Linked DNA regions of Ovis aries: region 1 is linked to region 2. A link is a contact called in public Hi-C data. All regions are on one chromosome and are shown on one strand. Each heading gives the region's core, a stretch centred on a gene start, on an enhancer-like site or on the middle of the called end of the contact. The rest is flanking DNA. Distances are from core to core; before and after follow the strand shown.

What was found. A called contact is a pair of places that touch in the nucleus more often than the background predicts.
Region 1: a Hi-C map of liver shows a contact between it and region 2, with 1.7 times the contacts expected there. The contact joins the enhancer-like site here to the promoter of RBPMS in region 2. A contact is called at or near these places in 2 of 16 Hi-C or Micro-C datasets (liver and tail adipose tissue).

What each region holds. Positions count from the first base shown.
Region 1 is chr26:25,659,606-25,664,807 of ARS-UI_Ramb_v3.0, reverse strand. All of the region lies in intron 1 of RBPMS (RNA binding protein, mRNA processing factor), which reads right to left. Among named protein-coding and RNA genes, the nearest start is that of RBPMS, 33 kb to the right of the region's middle. Within about 2 kb of position 1,362, at least 16 of the 54 cell types and tissues checked have an H3K27ac peak or open chromatin away from gene starts, as enhancers often do. A contact at or near this core is called in liver and tail adipose tissue, where this site is marked.
Region 2 is chr26:25,628,066-25,633,072 of ARS-UI_Ramb_v3.0, reverse strand. It overlaps RBPMS (RNA binding protein, mRNA processing factor), which reads right to left and starts at 3,637. Exons shown (of 10, transcript XR_006058139.2): 1 at 3,124-3,637.

The sequences.
Region 1 (5,202 bases), core at 113-2,612, 34 kb before region 2:
CCCACCTTCAGACACAATGTCACACAGCAAATCAAGCCACTCTCTGGACCTTGGTCTCCTGATTTGAAAAAGGAGAAAAGGCTGCACCAGTGATGCTCCTTCCAGTTCTAAAGCAGGATTATGACACTTATGACTTTAGCAGGATGTCTCTAGCTTGCCTGCAAACAAAACACACACAGGAAAAAACTTCGAAGATGTTTTCTTCTCACCACCTTTGACTTGTCTTAGAAGCAGAAGCAAATGCTTTTGTGATTAAGTGTTTCTTAGGGATTCCCACAGGGCCGAATGTTACTGCTGAGGCTACACATGGTGGTGACCTGTTCCATTTTCCCAAAGATCGCTAGTGATGCTCTGAAAGTGATGTGAAAAACACAAGGTTGTGAACACATTTAAACTACACCTTAAAACTGTGTGCGTTTTCTTTAGGTAAAGAAAAGAAAGTCTTATATCCCCACAGTACTTATTTTAATTTTTTATTTTATATTGGAGTATGGCTACTTAATAGTGGTATGTTAGCTACAGGTGTACAGCAAAGTGATTCAGTTATATCCACAGAAATATCCATTCTTTTTCAAAGTCTTTTCCCATTTCGGTTATTTGAGAATACTGAGCTGAGTCCGCTATATACAGTAGGCCCTGGTTGGTTATCTATTTTAAATGTGGTAATGTATACATGTCAGTTCCAAACTCCCCATCTATCTCCCCTGCTCCTTCTCTCTGGTAACCACGCGTTTATTCTTCTAAGTCTCCCACAGGACGTACCTACTTCCAACTGTTTTAAAGCCCTCACATAATTCACAGTTAATACTAATACAGAGATGGATAATAGGCTGAAAGTAGGGGGTCCTACCAAGCCTCTTGGGGTGCCTTATAAAAGCTAGATTGGCTGGACAGTACAGCACTGACTACATTTCTTTAAACAATGCTATCTCCAATTACAGCTGGATTACTTAAGAGCTTTTCACTCAATAATATAACTGCTTAATATTATGATTAATCATGATGGTTAGCACTTGCTGACTAGTTTACCATGTGCCAGAGACAACAGGCATCCACCTGCCCCCAGAAGCCCACAGATGAGGAAACAGAGGCAGAGAGAAGTCATTTCCTCACAAGGTCATGAAGGCAGAATCTGCACTCCGCCTTCCTGACCCCACGGCCTACCTGTCTAAACGCTGGATGGCAAACCTACCAAGCATCCAACACTGTTCCGAGTGATCAAGATAATTAAGACAAGTGCTTGGTTTACAGGTGGTGGAGCCTGCCAAACTTTTAAGAAATAATTACAACACAGTATGTGCGCTGTAACCCAGGCCTTTAAACATTGCTGTGGCAACACAGCAAAGAGAGAGAGAGGCTGCCTGGGAGTTCAGCCAGGCTTCCATTTGAGCTGGGTATTGAAAGATGAGCACGCATTCCTGGGGAGCAGGAAGAATGGAAGGGCATTCCAGGTGGAGAACAACATGTGCCAAGGTACATAAAGGTGAGCGAACCCACGGAATCCAGTGGGGCAGGAGGGGAGAGAAGGCTCGCTCACTGGGCCCCTTTCTGCCTCACCCCACCTGACTAATGGTGGCTAGGAAAGGGCCCACTGACAGCTGTCTCCTACAGCAACCGCCCCCAACCTTTGCGGCACCAGGCATTAGATCCCGGAGGTTTGGGAGCCCTGTCCTACAGGGGTAATATCTGGTGGAGTTTAAAGGAGTATCATTTCTTCCCTTCTGAGATAACACTTCCCCAGAGTCAAACAGTCCTGGGGTCCAAGCAAGAATGTAAGTGTGATAAGCCAACCTGTTAGCTGAAATTTTTAGAGCCGGGCAGGCAGAAGATGGCACATAGAAGGGGAGGGTGACTGGCTCCCATGACGGATTTCCATAAACTCTAAAGTCTAGGTCTGTGGCCCTTAGGGGGTTAGGAACAAAACTGCGTGTGTGTTTTCCAGGGAGAATATCCACAGGTTTCACCAGACTCTCAAAGGGATCAATGACCCCTCAAATCAACAATCACTGCTTTCAAGCAGACCAGACCTCCCCGTAACTTTTAACACCAGGGGCAACCCTAAGACATAATAAGTTTAAAAAGAAATCAGTGCAAGCAAAATGAGAAAGTATCCGTGCCTCTTGAGCTTTACTTGAAAAGCTGACAAACACGTTAGCTTAAGGCTCTGTTCAAAATGCCTTTAAGATCTGAGATAGTTATGTTTGCCTAACTTTACTCAGGTCATATTATGCAAGCCGGCCACCTATTCAGGACCCCAAATGTTCATGATTTACTGATAAGGCATAAACTCACCAATCTGTAATCTAACTCTAAGAAAACCTGCCCTCTAAATGGGGAAGACACGGAGGAAATCCAAGACGCTGGATTCACAGGCTGGGTACTTAATTAACTTCTCAAAACTAATATTTAAAAGAAAACTTAAAAATAAACCATACCTCAGTGAGACTCGCTCTTAATTTTCTACCACAAGATTAAAAGGATGACTGCCCTCTGAGGAATAATAATCACCAAAGAGTCTGAACACAAGAAAGCTTATACGCAGATTGGCGACTGGGTCCCCTGATGGAATGTGAACATTGCTAACCCAGCATGTCATCAGCATCACATCTTACATCATATCACCAGCATTGCAACATAGCACAATTCCTCTGTTGTCAGCATCTTTTCTATTTCTGTTCCATTTCTTTGCTGCACAAAGCCACGGGATTAGAAGCGACTTTTCATGAAAGACACAGAGACGAGCCTTTGGGCATGCAGCATGCCCAGCAGCAAACGGCAGAGCGGTGGTCCAAGTTCACTGCCAGTCTGATCACAGAGTTGTGTGAGCTCCGGCAAGTTACCTCCCCTCTCTGTGCTTTCTCCAAGTATGAAATGGGGATCACGGTTTTAACTCCCTCATAGGATTGTTGTGAGAAGTCAGTAAGGTAAGGCTCGCAAGATGTTTAGAACAGTGTCTGGAAGCTAGTGTTTGACAAATACGCGAAATCTCACCAAAATTCCTTGGTTAAGGAAAGGAGCTGTTTCAACAAAACTGAGAAAAAAAGTCATGTTCAGTAACATGCCAATATCCAGAGTAATATGCCTCCTGTTCAGTGTGAAACAAAACACCAAGATAACCACTACAAGTGCAAATACTATAACTCCATGAAACAAAAAATATTTTTTTTAAAAAAACATTTAAAAGTCAGAAAATCAAACCAAATTAAAGAGACATTTACTAAGCTACTACCACGTGTTATTCACGATGCTAGATGTTGGTGGTTAAAAAAAATTTATTCTACATATACATGTTTATATCACGGGAGCAGAGAATGCTGAGAGGAGTATCCATGCTTACATCCACTGCCACACACTGGAGAGCTGGGCTTAACTTTTGAAGGAAGACAAATTTCTACCCAAGTAATAATGGAGCAGAGTAAGGACTTCCCGGTGGTCTGGTGGTTGAGACTTCATGGTTTCAATGCAGACGACATGGGTTCAATCCTTGGTCAGGAAACAGATTACACACGCCACATGATATGCCCAAAAAATTTAAAAGGGGTTTTATGGAGGAGTGTTCCTTAATAATGGGCTCATGCTATTGTTGAGTATGTATATTTTCTCCAGGAAAATAACACAAGAGTGTCAAAAATTTTGCAAACAGCCATGTTTCCAGGAACAGAGAATACGCTGATATAATTTAACTATAGAATTTATTGCTCATTCAAAGTTTACTAAGAATTAAAAATAAGATCCTTTAGGTCAAGCTCTGAGTCAGACACTCGGCCACATGTTTTACATACAAGGTTACTTTACAGTTCCATGAAGTAGATATTATCATTTTCTTAAAAACAGATGAAGAAACTATGGCTTTAGAAAGGTTAAAGCTTACCTAGCTAGCAGACAAAACAGATTATGAACCTAGTTATTAAGCCAACATAACTGCACCTAAAGTGATTTTATTTTCTTTAAAAAACACGTTTAGTATTTCTTTCTTTGGCTGTCCCAGGTCTTTGTTGCGGTATGTGGAATCCACCCTGACCAGGGATCAAACTCAGGCCCCCTACATTGGGAGCATGGAGTCTTAGCCACTGGACCATCAGAAAAGTCCCCTGAAGTAAGTGATTTATAATTAAATGTTCTATGTCACAAAAACCAGGCTTATTGGTTGATTTCTCCATAACCTGTCCTCATCCATTTCTCCAGGATAACTCCCTTCCAAATAAATAATAATAAAGGTAGTAATAATAATGGTAGCTTTGTACTTGTAGAACACACCTTTATAATCCAAGGAGGCATACTCTCTATTACTATTGCTGTAATCCATATGTATTAGTTGCCCAGTCATGTCAGACTCTTTGGGACTCCATAGACCATGACCCACCAGGCTCCTCTGTCCATGGCATTCTCCAGGTAAGAATACAGGAGTGGGTTGTCATTCCCTGCTCCAGGGGATCTTCCCGACCCAGGGATCGAACCCATGTCTCCCTCATTGCAGGCAGACTCTTTACCATCTGAGCCACCAGGGAAGCCCACATGCAGCCCCAGATGTGGTAGATTTTGTGACTGGCAATTTACACAGGAAGACACAGCCTCAGAGAAATCAAGTAACTTGCCCAAAGGAACACAGCTATTAACTGACAATGCCAGCAGAGGAGACCGGGATTCAAAACCTACACTGGCATGCCAAATCTCAAGGCACTCTGAAGAAGTTGAAAGGTCATCTACATTTTCTGAACGCAGACCCAGAGTAAAACTCTCCACCATCCCGAAAACTTTCTTCTCAAGTGATCCCTGAGTCTGCTCACAGAAAAGTTAAACCTTATTCTTTCAGCAAGTTCCCACCCCCAACCCGATCGACTCTGCAGATTCTTGGGTCCCGATGAGCACCAGTGGGTCTGAGATATAAGCAGAGATGAAGAACTAAAAAGAGAAGAAAAAGAAGGAAAGACCATAAAGAAGAAATGGAAGGGAAGTGGCCGTTTCCCCAGCAATAGATTTTCCCTGGGCCCTTGGAGCTCCGCCCACCCTAGAGAACAAGGAGAGTCAGAGTCTAACCCAGACTCCAGGCTTCCCTTTCTAGACCCTTCCTCACTCTCCCTCCAAGGTAGCTGGGCAACCAGACCCCACGTACACAAAGAGGAAAGAGATGCCAAGCCCTGCCACCAGGGCTTCCAACAAAAGCAGAACTGGTGACCTATAAATACCCACAAGGTGACGGAA
Region 2 (5,007 bases), core at 2,388-4,887:
AAAAGTAGAGGTAAATTCAAGGAATTTTTTATTAACTGTAAAGCTATTAACTGTAAAGCTATGTAAGAAAAGCTCTACTGCCCTGTTATTCAGTCACCCAGTCCTGTCTGCCCCTACACAAATGTATACAGAAGCCTTGCAAATCTCAGACGCCATTAAGATTTTGACAACCGGTTCTTCTTTACCGGGACAAGTTGCATAGGAATACGCATGTACAGCACACTAGAAGCCAGAAAGCCAGATGTATCCTCTCTCTCACACTATTGGCTAGCCAAGTCTTAAAATTATTTTTCCTCAAAGTTTTAAATATTACCCAAAGCAGTCTCAAAAACTTCCAACCCTACTTAAAAAGCTGCAGAAATGCTCCTAGGTCTCAAGACTGTTCCTACTCTAGCAATGGAACTAAAGAAAGTGTTTCAGCATCATTGTTTCAGAGTGAGCTTCAGAAGTTCTCAGACCAGGAGGTGGGCCGCTGATATGTACCAGAAGATAAAAGGAACACACTTAAATGAGGGGGAGGGGATAGAATAAAACCTGGATTTTGTCAAAGTCTAAATAACCCTGATGATCCAGGAAATGAACTATTTTCCCTCAAAGATGACTGAACTGACTCATCAGCTCAATGGCTACCAGAAGCTACAAAACACTCATCATTTTGTGTATATACATTTATATGTGTGTTCTGTTTACTGGAATCCTCCACCGCGGCTTTCCAATGTGTTTGAGGACAAACTGCTGATCCCTGGGTGGGCAAGGGAAAGGACCATTTGGGTGGTTTTGTATATTGCTGAGCACATTAATGGGACTCAAACACATGTGTTTTACTTGTGGCTTTCAGGGTTGGGGAAAAAAGGAGGAGTTTTTCACAAACAAAACATAAACCCCAAACAGGGAATTAGGGCAAAATTATCGAGATCATTCAGGCCAACTTTTACCAAATTTTTAACATCATAAAACCTCTCCCTTCACGGTGTATCTGTTTTGTCTAGTCCATCTTTTGTACAGCTTGGGTTCTATTTTTTTAATCTGTCCCCTTATTTTTAAAATAACAAGTATCTAGCTATAAAGACAGATACTTTCTAGAACCACGGGCCATTTCCACCTGATAAAGGAAGACTTAACAAGGCAATAGGACAGGTTAAGAGACAGCCATTGTATTGGGATCACCTGTGATTTTACTGGCACCCAACCTCGCACATATAAAGACACCCAGGGTTTGGGCAAACAGGCCAGTGCTGCAGGCAGTTAAGCTGAGCTGGGTCAAACAGAAAAACCTGAGTTTTCTATGCTTAATTCTGTCAAATAGTTTATGGTGTGCCAAAAAAAAAAAAAAAAAAGAAAATAGTCTTTGGTTTACCCTAATGAACTTTTACAAGTTTCTCTTTCTGGTGAAGAGAGAAAGATGGTTTCATATGTATGATACAGTCTTACCCTTAGAAGTCAACAGATCGCCAATCTAATGAAACAGAAAGGTTTCTGAAGCCATTGCAACTCCTTAAATAAAGCTACCTTTTTTATTAATTATAAAAAATAAAATACTCCAGCATTTAAAAAAAAAAACTACCTTTTATTTTTAAATTTTATTTCAGTGGTAGGGAAAATAAAATAGGAAAGTAGCCAGTGAGGTTCAAGAAAAAAAGCAGAACTTGCAATTCAAGTCTCCATCTTTCTGAAAGAGAAGAAATGTCAGTACTATTCCATCACTTGCAATTTAAAAAACCAGCATGTAAAAATAATGCTTTTCAGAACAGTTTATAATAATAAAGGCGATTTGCTCAGGTGAGACGGCAACGTCAGGCTCAACAGCATTTCACCTGGGTTGCACCCACGAACAACTGTGTTAAGAGTAAAATCTTGTGTTATTTTGCATAATATTTGGCTTGGTCTTGGAGCTCTCCTGTCTTCTCCATTTAAATAGTTCCCATTTTACAAGTGCTGAGGGCTTAAGTGTATTAAGTCCTCAGCAACCTTGGGCTTCACAATCAGAATTTTAGTTTACACACAACATAGTATTTCCATAATCATCTCAACACCCTAACCGCTTAGAAATCAGTTCACCTTTCTGTAAGAATGCTTTTATCTAGACTGCATACTTTCTTGCATCTACACATACTCTTAAGTTCCTTTTGGAATGTTTCAGAAGTCAATTTCCTGGGCTTTTCAAAAGGTAGGCGGAAAACAGTGTTTACTGGGTTCTAGATAATGCACCTACAAGTACAGAGCCCCATTTAACAAGATAACGCAAATATCCCAACTACAAAATTCTGAAAGGATTGTTCAGGAGTTCCCCGACATGTACTGAGTTTTGTTTCTACCAAAGGAACGCTCTGCAGCCGCAACATTTTTACCGTTGTTAGGGACGCACCACATAAAATTTACGCTCAGACGTCAAAGTCCTATTAAAACAGTCTGGATCAACACTTCGCGAGTTGCAAAGTCTGAAACTCCAGCATGCTGCGCCCCACAACCGCAACGCCCCTAAATTTACAAAACCTAATCAGCCAGGTTCGGGGTCTTTGACTCATCAGAGAAGAATGCGGCTGATGAGTTATCTATTAATCCAAAACGCCTTAGCTGGGAAAGATATTTCACCGAGAACTTTTCGCATAGAAACTGTGGGGGTTGGGGGGGGGCAGGGAACGGAAGGTGTCTTTTCATGAGAACTTTCCCCGAGTTTCTTCCCTAAACCACACAAACACACACCCCACAACTTCCAGCCCCGGACCCAGCACTAAGTGCTGACCCTCCGGGTCCCAATCATCTGAGGTCACCCAGGAGTCAGCTCTCGATTCCGCTTTTAAAATCCGGGGCAAACAAAGCTGACCATTATACTTACAGAGGTCTCGGGAAAGTCCTCAAAGTTACGCAATTTTCAGGCACGCAGACGCGCGTGGACCCACCAAAACACACTCTCCGATGATACACCCTCATCCCGTGGCCGCAGTCTGGGGCTGCGTCTCCACGCCAGGACGATTCCCAAACCCTCGGTGCCCCTTCCCCAGCGCAGCCCGGCGCCCCCGGACCCGCGCCCCGCCGGCCGGCCGGCCAGCCACCCGCACTCTGGGCAGAGCCCGCGGCCGCCGTCCCAGGTCGTCCCCGCCCCGGCACCGAGCCGCTCCGTACCTCTTCCTCCTGAAGGTTGGCCTCGCTCGGGGTGTTCTCCTTCTCGGCTTTGCCGCCGTTGTTCATCTTCCCGGTCCTCCCTCGCCGGGCAGGGCTGGGGCGCGGGGCTGGGCGAGGGCGCGCTCGCCCACTTCTCCCTTCCCCGGACGCCGCGGGCTGGAGTCGGGGCAGCGGCGGCCGGCGACTCAGGAAGTGCGAGGGGAAGACGGCGCAGGGCGAGGCGCCGGCGCAGCGCGGAGGGGACGGAGACAATCGCGACCCGCGAGGGAGACCTGGGGCGGGCGGGCGGGCGCGAGGGAAGGCAGGAAGGAAGAAAGGACGGGGCGAGGACGCGCGTCCCGGGAGTGAGTCCGCAGAGTTGGGGATGTGGCCGAGAGGGGCTGGGGGGCGGCCGCCGGCGCGGGCGTAGCAGCTGCTGGAAGGAGGGGCGAGGCGTACCCCGAGAGGAGCGGGAGGGAGGTGCGGGGCGGCGGGGACCCGGAGAGCCGCCGAGTGCGCGCTCCTGGCTGGCTCTGGGAGGTCCGGGCTCCGAGCAGCTCCCCTTCTCTCGCCTGCCTCCCTCCCCCCGCTCCCTCCTCCCTCCCCTCCTCCTCTCCCCGCCCTCCCTGGACGTGGGCTGCCGGCTGGAGCCCGGAGGGACGGGACGAGGGACGGCAGAGCCCCCCGCGGGAGGAGGGGCCGCGCCGAGGGCTGCGGCCCCGCGGCCGGATGGCGCGCGCTGGGGAGGGGCGGCGGGCGGCGGGCGGAAGCGGCGGACCCCGGCCCCCGGCTCCGCGGTAGGTCGGAGGGCGAGGGCCGAGGGGGAGGGCCGAAGGCTGGGTCCGCCTGGCACCTGGAGGCCGCCGGGCCGTGCGCGCAGCTCGGAGCGGGGCTCGGGCGCCCGGGAAGTGTGATGTGTTACTTTTGTGTGCTTGCTCGCTCTTCACGAGGGATTCGCTCCCCAATCCCTCCCCCTCCTCTTCAGTACCTAGTGGGCAGCTGGTAATGACAGGATGCGGGAACTGGGGTGACGTCCGGGGGCAGCCGGGGCCGGGCCGGCGTTTTCAGGGCGCATCTTCAGACCCCATCTCCGCGCCGGGTCCTCCGAAACTTCTCCGGCCGCCCTTGCTCGGACTCCTCTACGGCCCTTATCAGACTGTCCTGGAATTGTTTACCTGCCTCTCTCACCCTTTCGGGAGATCCTTCTTGGAAGACAAGACCGGGCCCTGTTTGTCTTTTGAATCCCATGGCAGTTTGAAAACGCTACCTGGTATATCGTAGGCACTCAATAAATATTTGTTGGTTGAGGGACCATTTCTCACTGCCAGCCGAGCTGGAGGCCAAGACATAATCTGAGGGTCAAAGCCACTGAAAGAAGGGAGACTCAGCATACTGGGAGGTGAGCGTACCATGCCTGTTGGCTCCCCACCCGCCGAAGGAAGAACTGCCTGGTTTCTGCTTCCTCCTCTGAAATAGAAGTAGTTCTATTCCTCTCCCAGAAGCTTGTTATTAGAGGAGATTGTAAATTGATAGATAAAACTATAGCACCTGGCACCCATTCGGACCCAGTTGTTGGCTATACTTGGAAGCTGACATGGTTCATTTCCACTTTTCCTGCGCCACCGAGAACTTTTCCAATATTGTATCATTTAAGCTTTCAAACTGAGTGACTGCCGCTGCTGCTAAGTCACTTCAGTCGTGTCCGACTCTGTGCGACCCCCATAGGCTCCCCCGTCCCTGGGATTCTCCAGGCAAGAATACTAGAGTGGGTTGCCATTTCTACAAACACATAATTTAAAACTCTAAACATGGGTAGATTTTCCTTCATTTCTCACTCCCGGGATTTTGCACAGCAAGCTATTCCTTCCAGCCCCAGCGACGATCACAATTTCTAATTATGTATTG